3 separate regions of the Mus musculus genome follow, and regions 1 and 3 are each linked to region 2. A link is a contact called in public promoter capture Hi-C data. All regions are on one chromosome and are shown on one strand. Each heading gives the region's core, a stretch centred on a gene start, on an enhancer-like site or on the middle of the called end of the contact. The rest is flanking DNA. Distances are from core to core; before and after follow the strand shown.

Region 1 (3,881 bases), core at 1,378-3,877, 2.9 Mb before region 2:
TCTGTGGGATATAGGGGACATGGTAGTAAGAGAAACTACTAGGGAGCTGGAGGGGAGATTGGAAATGCATAATAGAAGGGGTGAGTATGGTCAGTGTACATTTTACAGAAAGGGAAATGTTACAAGAAAACTCATTAGCTTTACAGCCAATAAAAATTGAAAACAAGAACATACAGGCCTGTGTATAATCCAACTTAGGAACTTAAGAGACTATCTTGTCATACTACTCCTGCACTGATAGAACATGGCAACTATGATAAATGGGGGGAGAAAGCACAGATGCAGAAGCCGGGCATCTGAGTGCTGGGCCACATCAAGGACATGCCCCACTGTTTACTAAACTGAGCCTTCAGCAAGTTTCCTTTTTTATTTGCCGAGACAGTCTATGTAATTCAGGCTGCCTTTGAACTTGCAATCCTCCTGTCTCAGCCTTTAGGGCACCCCAGGAAAATTTTCTAACAATATACCACAAAATACTGAGAAAACTGTAAAAGTTTGTAAAACAATTTGAAAGTTCTTTTAAATCCCAGTTCTCTAGTATTAATAGTCATTAGTATTACTATCATTAACCTATTTTTTTAATCAATCTCCAGTTTGATGGGGGTGGTGGCTATCAAGTACTTCCTGGGTAAAAGCCAGCTCTTAGGCAATCTAAGGTGTTGTATAACCAGAGGCTTTCAGCACCAGATGTATAAAGTGAAGCACGACCTCTCCAGGGTATGGCTGAGGGTAAGGTTTTCATTGTAGCTATGAGGGGGAGCACAGCCAGAGGCATCTGCGTGAGCCCTGAGCAGGAAGAGGAAGTAGTAGACCAAACATGGCCAGAGGTTTGGACCCAGCCACGAGAGGAAATAGGGACAAGAGAGGAAAATGAGAATGAGAGAGGGGAGGGGAAGAAGGGAAGGAGGGAGGGAAAGAGACGAGGGAAAGACAAATGCCAGGGTTATACAGAAAAGCAAAGCCTGGGGGGGGGGGGGAGGGAAGCCCATGAGCTGAAGTGTAGGGTCCACGGGGCTGAGAGGAGCCACTGGTACTTATGATATTGTGATACTGAGGAAGCCTCCTGGAGGCCAGCAAGTACGCACCACACTTAGCCATTTGTCCCAGTTCCTTCTGTAGCAGACAGTGGTTAAATAGCCCAGCGCATCAGCCCTAGATTGAGAGACATACCAGTACCCAACCCCACCCGACTAATTCCAGCAACTGAAAAATTATGAAAAACACCCCGTAGTACAGAAACTTACATTTTTAACAACAACAAAACCAAAAGGATATCGACTTAGAAATGTCCTTATTTGAGTGTACCTACAACCTTGTTTGTAAAGCCGCAATGAGTGGGAGTCTTGGAAAAGACCACAATTAAGACAATCACTAAATAACATGGTATACTTACACTAGGATCACTGCAGTGTTAGTCACCGTTGTTACTGTGCAACGCACACAACACATTGCTACACATACTTGATTCAGAATTGAGTACTGTGAAAATATTTTTAAGAAAGGCCAACATAATAATGTTTTATTGATCTAGGAACTCTGGCACTGAAAGCGTGAACAACCCAAGGTAACGATGTCGTCACCAAGGGACAAGCATAGAGCCCAAATCCCTTGACTCCTAGGCTGATGTTTTCCACTAATTGTGTTCCTTTCTACTCATACGAGAGCTTCAAGTGTGAAGGGCTGGGGAAGGCAGAAGACCTATTATGAGCCAAATCGAGGTGGGGGGTGCTCTGAAGGTCTTCAGCAGTCGCCGTTGACACTCTTCTTTGTTTTGGCTGAGCAAGATGAAAGCGGCAACCACAGACCCCAGGGACCAAGAACTGGAACTAGGTACCGCCTGTTGTGGTAACTCTCTTTTCTTCAGTCGGGGCCTGCCCTTTCTCATCTCTTCCTTCTAGTCAAGCTCTAACGCTCTCCCTCCGACTCCATCGGTCCCTATCTTCCCTCCTTCACCCCCTTTGCACACAACTGCTTTGTATTTTCGTTGAACGGGGACCTCCTGGTGCTCCCTCCAGCTTTAGCAGGGATTCCAGGAGCCTGGTGGTGTTCTCTAGAGCCATGGGCTAGTTAGCATTGTAACACGCGATTCAGTTGAGAAACTACGGTGGGAGCCAGGGCAAACGCGCGTGTCGAGTGGGCGTTGGGGTTCCTCAGGACAAAGCACAATTAGACAATGAGGACCTTGCCTCCCTCCCGGACGCCTAACACAGCTTCCCTCGGGCACCCACGGAGCGTGCGTGTTTACACTTCTCTACACCCGGCGGCGGATCCGGGGGGCATTCCAAACCGTTACTCCGCCCGCTGGGGTGGGACCAGCCCAACGGCTGAGACTGCGCTCTGGGCGGACTACAAATCCCAGAAGGCCTCGCGCCGCAGGGGGGCGGGCGGCGGCTTACCTGCCTGCCGCGCTTCCCTTTGGTTCCTATTGCTTTCTCACTGCGAGAAGTATCATTCCTACAGCTGAGGGCTGCCTCTGGGGAGAACTAGCAGCCTCGACACCAAAACCCTCGTGTTCCCCCTCTTCCCGCCTCAGTCCTGGCTATGTCTGACTCCTTCGCCGGAGTCGGGTGCTACGGCTAGGGAGGGAAGCCCGTGAGAGCAGTTCGGGCGCACTTCCGCCTCTGCGCTCCGGAAGGTAGGGCGCAGGCGCTTACTGCGACTCCGGAGCGACTGACTTCCGTTCCCACTGTGCCCCGCGAGCCGAATCATGGATCACACTGGTAAGGAGGCGGAGGCAGCGGGGGTCCTAGTTTCTTGCCCCCGTGGCTCGTGTGGGACTGGTCGCCCAGCAGGCACAAGGGGCTATGCTCGCCCCACTGCGCCGGGACGTGGCGGAGAGGAAGCAAGCTCAGACCCGGTCCCGGGCTGAGTCTGCTGCTTCCCGGCCTACCCTCCGGAGCGGTGCCTCCATCCTGGAGACCGGCAGCACGGCTCCTTTGGTGCCGCTGAGCTCGTTTCGGGACCCTCCTCCGCGCAGACTTGTTGGAAAGGGAGGGTCCCAGTTTTGTTTTTGTTTTTGTTCTCATTCCGGTTGCTTTGCACTTTTGCTGGGGAAATAGGCGGGCGTTTTCCACTCTCGGAATTGGAGAAGCGTCCGGACTCTGGGCGAGAGTGGGTTGGAGACTTCCTGCTGCCTCTCGGCTTCGGGCGGCTGCTGCAGTGGTCACCGCCTGTGGTTATTGTCTTGTTGGCTTTTCGCGGACTAGTGGTTAGAGAAGAGAGTCGGATATAGTTTTCGAAGTTATAAGCGGAGCATCTTTTCTACCGGAACTCAAAGCATGCCCGGTCCTTCGGCCGTGGTCCTTTCGCATCTTTTGGGGACATCGCATATTACGAGTAGCTTCAAACCTCATTTCTGCTGGCTTCGTTTTCTTGGTTTTAGTTTTAGCACTTGGCTTTGAGTGCTTCAGACAGTTTTATCGCCAAGCAGGAGGAAAGGCTTTTTCTTTAGGAATTGACTGAGTGCGCCCAGTCTTCAAACACTAAGTTATATAATTGCATGCAGATACTTGTAGGCTTGGAGATAGAATGGTGGAATGGTAAACAATAAGACTACGTTCTTGTCTTCGAGTTTTCATTCTGTCAAAGGAGACAAGCAGATTGGTTTCTTCTTTAACAGCTGTTTACAATTTGTGGTGAGAACTTTTAGAAACAGGTGCTTGCCGGGCAGTGGTGGCGCACGCCTTTGATCTCAGCACTTGGGAGGCAGAGGCAGGCGAATTTCTAAGTTTGAGGCAAGCCTGGTCTACAGAGTGAGTTCCAGGACAGCCAGGACTACACAGAGAAACCCTGTCTCGAAAAACCAAAAAAAAAAAAAAAAGAAAAGAAAAGAAAAGAGAGAGAAATGAATGCCCATGGAGTAGGAAGTTTCAGAGTGCCAG
Region 2 (4,310 bases), core at 1,664-4,163:
GGAGTGGGAACAGTTCTTCCATGGTCACAGGATTGGTCAGACAGGACTATAGATTCAAATACACATTTCTTCCTGCCATTTATAACTGTTGGGGAGGAAAATTAGTTTTCTCGAATGAAGTGACACTGGGTGTCCTAATCACTGCAGGGTGGGCCTCATGTTCAGGAGTAGTTGACGTATAATGTACTCCTCAGTTTGTGTGTGCTTTTATCTCATTACAGTCTGGTATTTTTGGTGTGTCTGGGGGCGGGGGCTGTTTTCCTGTTTTGGGGGACTTTGTTGATATATTAGGGTTTTGTTTTTTGAGAAAGAACTTAAAGTTGGGTGGGTAGGGAGGTGTATAGAGTCTGGAAGGAGTTGGAAGAATATAATCAAAATAAGTTTAAAGTTAAAATTTGTTTTAAATAATATATATTTATATGTATAATTTATATACATCTCATCAAAGAAGCTTCAATTTGACACATTTTTCAAAGACCCCTGAATGTCCTGAATGTCACTATACACACCAGGCTGGCTTCAAAGTCACAGGGACCTACCTGTCTCTACTTCCTGACCTCTGGACTGACTAGTGGTGAATGCTGCTACCCTCCTCTGCCTGAACCTTTAAAAATTAGAAAGATTGCAACCAGGTGGTGGTGGCGCACGCCTTTAATTCCAGCACTCAGGAGGCAGAGGCAGGCTGAGCTATATGAGTCCAAGGCCAGCCTGGTCTACAGAGTAAGATCCAAGACAGCCAGGGCTACACAGAGAAACCCTGTCTTGAAAAAAAAAAAAAAGACAAAAGACAAAAGACAAAACAAAGGATCTGGCTCGTAGTTGAGTAATAATTTCTCCACTCACCTTGACAGACAGTAAAACCCAAAAGGCTAAATAATCTATCTCTGCTCCAGAATGTGGTGTAAGGGTGAAATGTACCTGGTGCCAAGTGACTGGGTCCTAACTGCTCCTTCATGTCCCAGGGTAGTACTATCATCCCTTTCTTTCTTTTTTTAAATTTTATTTTATTTTATTTTATTTTTTGGTTTTTCGAGACAGGGTTTCTCTGTATAGCCCTGGCTGTCCTGGAACTCACTACCAGGCTGGCTTCGAACTCTGAAATCTGCCTGCCTCTGCCTCCCAAGTGCTGGGACTAAAGGTGTGCGCCATCATGCCCAGCTCTATCATCCCTTTCAAAGGCTTTCCTAACTCCCTAAAGTGTACATCTGTCCTCCTTACACTTTCGCACATTTTTTTGTTATGCAAGCCATAACAAAATATTGTATATTTATTTTTTAAAAAAATTTATTTATTTAATATACGTAAATACACTGTAGTTGTTTTTAGACACACCAGAAGAGGGCATCTGATCTCATTGCGGATGGTTGTGAGCCACCATGTGGTTGCTGGGATTTGAACTCAGGACCTTCAGAAGAGCAGTCATCGCTCTCTGACCCACTGAGCCATCCCTCCAGTCCTGTATATTTCATCATGTATTTACATAATGTCTTTACCAAACTGTGTTTTCCGTGATGACAAGGATTCACTTGGTTTTAGTAACCAGCTTCTAGGCTAAAACAGGCTATTCAACTACATGTGAATCAGGTGTGCTTGTATTGCCTGTCTAGAGCAGAGCCTCACAGGGCACATGAAGTTAGGGTGACAGTCAGCAGTGGTGGGCATTTCTTCAGTAAACATTGCTTTGATGAGTTTGTTGTTTCCCATCCTCAGATCTTTCTGACTTACTGTTCCTAATCTGTCTGTCTGTCTCTTTTTTTCTGACAATGCCCTGACTAAAGGAAATTGCTCCACTATAGAGAGTGCTCTCCCAGGGCTGTCTTCATTCTTTTTTTTTTTTTTTTTCTCCCTTTTGGTTTTTCCAGACAAGGTTTCTCTATGTAGCCCTGGCTGTCCTGTAGACCAGGCTGGCCTCAAACTCAGAGATCTGTCTGCCTCTGCCTCTCCCTCTCGAGTGTTGAGATTAAAGGTTCATTCTGTTTTAGTGTTTCTCACTGACCTGGCTTCCTTGCTCTCCCCACCTTTTAGGGCTTAACTGTCCCTGTTTTGCAGGTAGCCCAGGCAGGCAGAAGCCTGGCCTTCTACAGCTAACCCCACCGTCAGCTTCCGTTATTGGTACTCTCTGAAAATGGATTTTTTTTTTTTTTTTTTTTTTTTGAGACAGGGTCTCTATTGCAGCTCTGGCACTCGCAGACCAAGCCTGCCTTCACAGTGATCCCCGCCTCTGAATCCTGAGAAAAGGCATGAGCCACCATATTTAGCATTCTCGGCAGATGTTCAACAGGGCAGCTTCATACTTGTGAAGACAGGGGTTCCTGGACATGTTCTAGAATCGTCTGCTGTACCAAGCAATATACGTAAAAACCAGGAATTAATGACTATTAATTAACACTACCTCACTAATTTGATTCCCTATAGGAAGAGCTGAACACAAGTCTGATTCCCGCCCCAACCCCGTACCTCATTTTTTGATACATGGTTTGTATACGTAGCCCTGTCTGTCCCAGAACTCTCTTTGTAGACCAGGCTGGCCCCAAACTCAAGAGATCCGCCTGCCTCTGCCTCCCGAGTGCTGGGATTACAGGCGTGCGCCACCACCATGCTGATTCCCTTTCATTGTGTTAGCAGGAAACGCGGAGAAAGCTGGGGACTAATGAAACATTTGAAACGTCCCATCTTCGTGGGGAAGGAAGCTGCTTTCTTTCTTTTTCCTAGGGCCGTCCGGCCGCCACCACTCTGCCCAGGTCTCCAACTAGGGGAGCGGAGAATTTTCACCAACGGAGCCGAACGCTGACGACTACCGGGAACAAGCGAAACCGGCACGCTCATCCTCCCGCATTAGTTCCCAGTAGGGAACTATTTTCCGGTACACTCTAGGCGGTCCAACTCTTTTCAGAAGAGCTTCCGGTTTCCACCCACCTACTTCCGCTGTCCCCACCTCTTTTCTTCCGCCACCCGGATATGAGCCGTTCTCGCGAGAGCCGTCCCTCTTTCTAAGCCGGCGATCCGTCAGGTAGGTTCGCGGGCCGCAATGTGGCCGCGGTTTTTCGCAGAGTTTGGGGGAACAGACTCTTGGGGGGCGTCCGGGGCGGCAGAGCCTGCTCCCCGGGGTGGGATGCAGCGGATTATCCGCCTTGCGCCCGTAGATGGCCCCGGCTTTGGCGGCCCGCGCCCCAGGTGACCGGTGGCACCTTCCTCCCCTCAGGGTGAAGCCATGTTCAGCTCGAGCGCCAAGATCGTGAAGCCCAATGGCGAGAAGCCGGACGAGTTCGAGTCTGGCATCTCTCAGGTGAGCTTGTCGCCCGGGTGCCCCCCGCGATCGCGCTTGACCTCAGGGTCCCCTGACCCCCGGCATGGCGCCCACGTTCTCTGTCTCCCCAGGCGCTGCTCGAGCTGGAGATGAACTCCGATCTCAAGGCGCAGCTGCGGGAACTCAACATCACCGCAGCCAAGGTGAGCGGGGACCCCGGAGTGCGCTCGCTCGCTGCCCACGGGTGGTTGACAGCCTCTATTCCCGGGGCAAGAGACGGGAGGGCAGCAGACAGGGACTTCCAGTGCAGGCCAGTCTCACGCTTAAGTCCGTGCTGCCTTCTGCACTTGATTGCTGGACTTTTTTTTTTTTTTTTTTCTTTCCCCACTGACATTAACCTTAACTTTTTGGAAGTGTTTAGACCCAGTACCACTCGGTTGAGGATCAGTGGGTGTTTCTGAGTTTGGCGTTTGACAGGTGTTTCGTTTTTGTAAGTTAGTATTTTGCTTCTGTTAATGTACATGCACCTTGCGTGTTCCTGAAACTTGAATTACAAATGCTTGTGAGTGCTGGGAACTGAACCTGGGTCCTGTGCCCTGAACTACCACTGCTCAGCCACCCAGGGAGAGTGTTAATTTTATTGAGTTTTTTGGTCAATTTCATAGTGTTGGAAAGTTTTGAATTTGGAGAAGAGCCTTACATCAGAGATACCCAGGCCATGGTGAATTTAAAGTTGACCTTTCTAGATGGTTCAATCATGTTGGGAGATCCTGAGGTGGCACATGGCCAGAGTCATGGTCTGATCAGACTCACCAGACAGAATCTCTTCTAACCTAGGCTGGTCTCCCGACTTGGATTGTAGTTGAGGCTAGCCTTGAACTCCGTCCTCCTGCCTCTACCTCTCCAGTGCTAGGATGATGGACATATGGACATAGCTCTCTGCTGGCCTTTTGGTGTCTCTTGTAGAGTCACCGGGATTGTGCGATGGAGGCTCCACCTTAGAACCTCAATATGAGCGTCATGGTTTAACTTGCGAACCCCTAGGCTATGTCCAAACCACAGG
Region 3 (3,812 bases), core at 298-2,797, 2.4 Mb after region 2:
AACTCGCTTTCAGGGACCTGGGGCCATTTGATGACAGGTTTGCTTTGCTCCTCTATCCTGTGGGTAGACTGCACCCACTGTCTTCATTTCCTGGGCTGTAGTGCTCCCATCCATAAATCAGGGAAACTGGAGATCAGTAATGAAGGGGGTCAGCCAGTTTCACTATTAAATTCCTCAAAGCTGTGGAAGCTGGCCCTGGTGTCTAATCTCACTCCCAGTGTATTGTAATGTCATAGTAACCCAGGTGCAGTCCCCAGGATTTCATCAGAGAGGGCACAGACAATGCCCAGGCTATGAGGCTAGGAATCAGTCCAACAGGTGTTTATTTGTTTGTTATTGTTGAAATTCAGAATCTGAATTACAGTTCCATTAAAAGGGGGACCAAAAAAAAATCTGCCTCTTTCTAGATAGAACCAATCAGTTAAGGGAACAAGAATGAAATATCCTGGAATATGACATATAGTACTGCTGATACTGGATCCTAGGCTTCCGGATTGGGAAGGAAAAAGGACAAGTTTTATCAGGAGATGAGAGCCCTTTGGGAAGGAGCCCAGTAGCTCCTAACTCTCCCTGACTCCCCAGCTGACAACAGTGAAACACTGATTAAGAGGCTGCTGTTTTTTTCCCAATGGTAGCAGCAATCGTTCCCTGGAAGCCAGCTCTCTTGATTAATGTATAAAGGAGATGCGAAAACATACACTCTGCTTTTCTGATACTAAATATACACACCTTTAATCTCTGTTCTCCAGCCTATGCAAGAGCTCACCAGAGAAGAAAATCAAATAGCATACTGTATACAGAAGCTCTCTCCCCCCAAATGCCTGGTTCCTGATTAGAGCAAGAAGAAAGAATAGGATGCCACAGGGAAAGGCACACATCCAAACTATGGAGAGATATCATATTCCTTCTCTCAAGGAAGTGAGGAGCATCTATATGTTTTAATTAAAATATGAAATGCATTTAAGTAAATCTCACTAAGCTCTGAGTCAGCACCTTTAGAAATCATTTTCTCTTTGTTGCAGCCAAATGCAAAGTGATTGATCCGACTGCGAAGTGTAGGGTTTGTGGGACTGTATCAATCCGCCATTTGGAGACTCCGCGCCAACAGTTGTATTTGGTAAGGCGAGTACTAGAGGGAACTCGTAGAAAACTAAAATGCTTGTCAACAGATGAGACACAAATGTACGATCCAAAGCTGTTTCTGGAACGAGCCATTTGGGGAACTGCCACACAGCTTGAGAGATCTGAAAGAAAATGCAGGCTCCACGTGACAACTTTAAATAAAACATAAAGGCCTTTGCTCACAGGGTGGGGGGTCTTACTCTTGCTGATCTACTAGTTTTCCCTGAAAATTGTATTAGCTTGGAAAGTAAACACAATTACTCTGTGAATGCAAATTATGCTTCTAACTAATTACTGATCGAATCCAGCAAAGGACAGCCACATTTTTGTCTTTTGAAATATAATATAAGAAACATTTGTAGTGTGGAGGCTTACCTTGTCCGTCCGAGGAAATTAATTTTCTTTCCTTACCCAGAAAGATTGGTAATTAGCTGGGAGTGTGATGTTCCCTTGTTGCTATGACTACAGCAAGACTTCATAAGGCCCCAGGACTGAGAAAGAGCAAAGGTGACAGAGCCCTTGAGGGAGAGATACTTCCTTGCGGAGCAAGTACAGCCAGCTACCCACCCCATCACACAAGAAGAAGAGGAGCTGGGTTAAGCCTACGGTGCTAATTTACAAAGTATTTTAAAATCAAAGATTGTCCGCACAACATTGTTAACTTTATCTTCTTTTTTCCCCCTCCTTTTTCTTCCTCTGTTTTAAACCCAGGTGTTCTAGGTAATTTGATATTGCTATTGCCTCCAGGGATTTTGTTTGTTTGCTAGTTTTAATCCAAGGAAGTAAAAGAGGCCTCTCAGAGCCACAAGGTTGAAGGTCAAAGATCCCTGGGGTCTGCTGAGCCTAAAAACCCTCCCATGTGGACATTTTCTTAGGTAGAGGAGGCTGCCCATGCTGGAATTTGAGTTTGAGAGCAAGCTTAAACCCCAGAAGCTTCACAATCTTAAACAAGACTGATTCCCCATCATCCTAGTCTTACTTTCCCTGTTGCTTTCTTAACGTTTGATATGAATCTAGGATTCTGTAGGATAGACTTGGACCACCAACACACTTGTTTTTCTGTTTTAAATATGTCACGTTATGAGTCTGTTGTCCTGTTCCCAGCATCCCCCACGTGCTGAGGCAGGTGCTGGCATGAAGCGAGTGAGTGTGAGCCTTTAGGGAATTCACGTGGAAGGGAAGGAGAAGGGTGCACTTACAGGAATAGCATTGGTGCTTAGGGTAGGAAATGAAGGAACGGAGACAAACCTTGACCAATTCGGAGCTACCAAAGTGGAGGACATGGTGAGGTAGGCATGCAGTGATCACAGATAGCAGATGAGCCTCATGGTCTCTTTTCCTCTAAGAATCATACAAGGAGTTTTGAGCATTTCCTTGTGAGGGATCCTATCATTGTCACAGTATAAGTAAATCACATGCAAAGCTACATACTTTTGTCTCATGCATTACAGAAAAAAAGGAAAGCCAAAATTCAGCTCTGGAAGTCTAAGAATGTATGGCTATATTTCTAAAATGTAGCCCATCATACAAAGAAAACAAAAAGACAGACACTCAGTGACGACTTCCTCCTCCTCCTCCTCCTCCTCCTCCTCCTCCCTCCCTCCCTCCCTCCCTCCCTCCCTCCCTCTCCCTCCTTCTCTCTCTTTCTCTCTCCTACCCCTCTCCCCCGTGTGTGTATGGGTGTAGTGGGTGGGTATACACAACTGTACATGTATGTGTAGAAGCCAGTGTGAGATGTATTCTCCATCATGGTAGTAGGTGGGTGTGCACATCTGTGCATGCATGTGTTGAAGCCAGCAGTCAGTATGAGATGTCTTCTTTTGGTACCTTCTCCTGTCTAGAACCGTAAGCCAAAATAAACTCTTGCTCCCATAATTCACTTCTAGTTGTGGCATTTTATCTCAGCAACAGAGAAGTAGCTGAGACATTAAGGTAACAATGTAGTGGCAGAGCTTGTGCTTAGCATTGGAAGGTTCTGATTTCAATCTCTAGTGTATCCTCTCCCCACAGAGAACATCATTACCCATCAACACAACAGAAACCTTTATATCCCTTAAAAATGGTGAGTACATTTTATATTTCTTCTTTGGAACAAATTTTATACTATAAAAAATTAAGAAGTATGTTTATATAGTGTTCTATTATTTATCTTTAAAAAATGAGTGTGAGCCTTAATAAGTTAAAATAGTTGTCATGGATGCTTGATGGCTTGGGTTTAATTCATGAAACCCATAAGGTGAGAGGAAAAGCATCCCTCAAACTCTACACTTTTGCCTAGGCAAGTACAACCATACAGACATGGACACAGACACAGACACAGACACAGACACAGACACAGACACAGACACAGACACAGACATAGATGCACATGCACGCACACACAGAGAGGGAGAGGGAGAGGGAGAGGGAGAGGGAGAGGGAGAGGGAGAGGGAGAAAGAGGGAGAGGGAGAAAGAGGGAGAGGGAGAGCAGAGTTGATTAATTGAAAACAAATAAAAGCTTAATGTATTCATTTAAAGATTAATATATACATACTTGTACATAAATATGGTGCTTCTGGGAGAGTACATAAGAAACTGGTGAGCTGGTTTTCTTTGCTAAGACATGAGAAAGGTATAATTTTTCTTGATTTCTCGTTCATGCACTGTGACAACTGTGTCATATTTTTAAATGAGTCCTACGAAAGTGGGC

The links. Promoter capture Hi-C pulls out the DNA fragments that hold promoters and counts their contacts. Capture Hi-C pulls out chosen DNA fragments and counts their contacts.
Region 1: a promoter capture Hi-C map of adipose tissue shows a contact between it and region 2, with 3 times the contacts expected there. The contact joins the promoter of Cbll1 here to the promoter of Rps7 in region 2. A contact is called at or near these places in 1 of 39 promoter capture datasets (pre-B cells), 6 of 484 Hi-C or Micro-C datasets (B cells, CD4 T cells, CD8 T cells and 1 more), 4 of 115 datasets of contacts at active chromatin or transcription factors (astrocytes, memory CD8 T cells, regulatory T cells and 1 more) and 2 of 9 other capture datasets (adipose tissue and liver).
Region 3: a contact with region 2 is called in a promoter capture Hi-C map of hippocampal neurons, with 6 times the contacts expected there. The contact joins the promoter of 4930480M12Rik here to the promoter of Rps7 in region 2. A contact is called at or near these places in 3 of 39 promoter capture datasets (hippocampal neurons and liver).

Annotation. Positions count from the first base shown.
Region 1 is chr12:31,498,362-31,502,242 of GRCm38.p6, reverse strand. It overlaps Cbll1 (Casitas B-lineage lymphoma-like 1), which reads left to right and starts at 2,627. Exons shown (of 6, transcript NM_001253847.1): 1 at 2,627-2,720. The coding sequence starts at 2,708. Gm40362 (a long non-coding RNA gene) reads right to left here and starts at 2,623. Exons shown (of 2, transcript XR_872643.3): 1 at 2,397-2,623.
Region 2 is chr12:28,634,556-28,638,865 of GRCm38.p6, reverse strand. Rps7 (ribosomal protein S7) reads left to right here and starts at 2,913. Exons shown (of 7, transcript NM_011300.3): 1 at 2,913-3,010; 2 at 3,203-3,286; 3 at 3,379-3,450. The coding sequence starts at 3,212.
Region 3 is chr12:26,209,002-26,212,813 of GRCm38.p6, reverse strand. It overlaps 4930480M12Rik (RIKEN cDNA 4930480M12 gene), which reads right to left and starts at 1,547. Exons shown (of 3, transcript NR_046278.1): 1 at 1,498-1,547. It overlaps Gm29687 (predicted gene, 29687), which reads left to right and starts at 2,309. Exons shown (of 5, transcript NR_131149.1): 1 at 2,309-2,411; 2 at 3,133-3,184.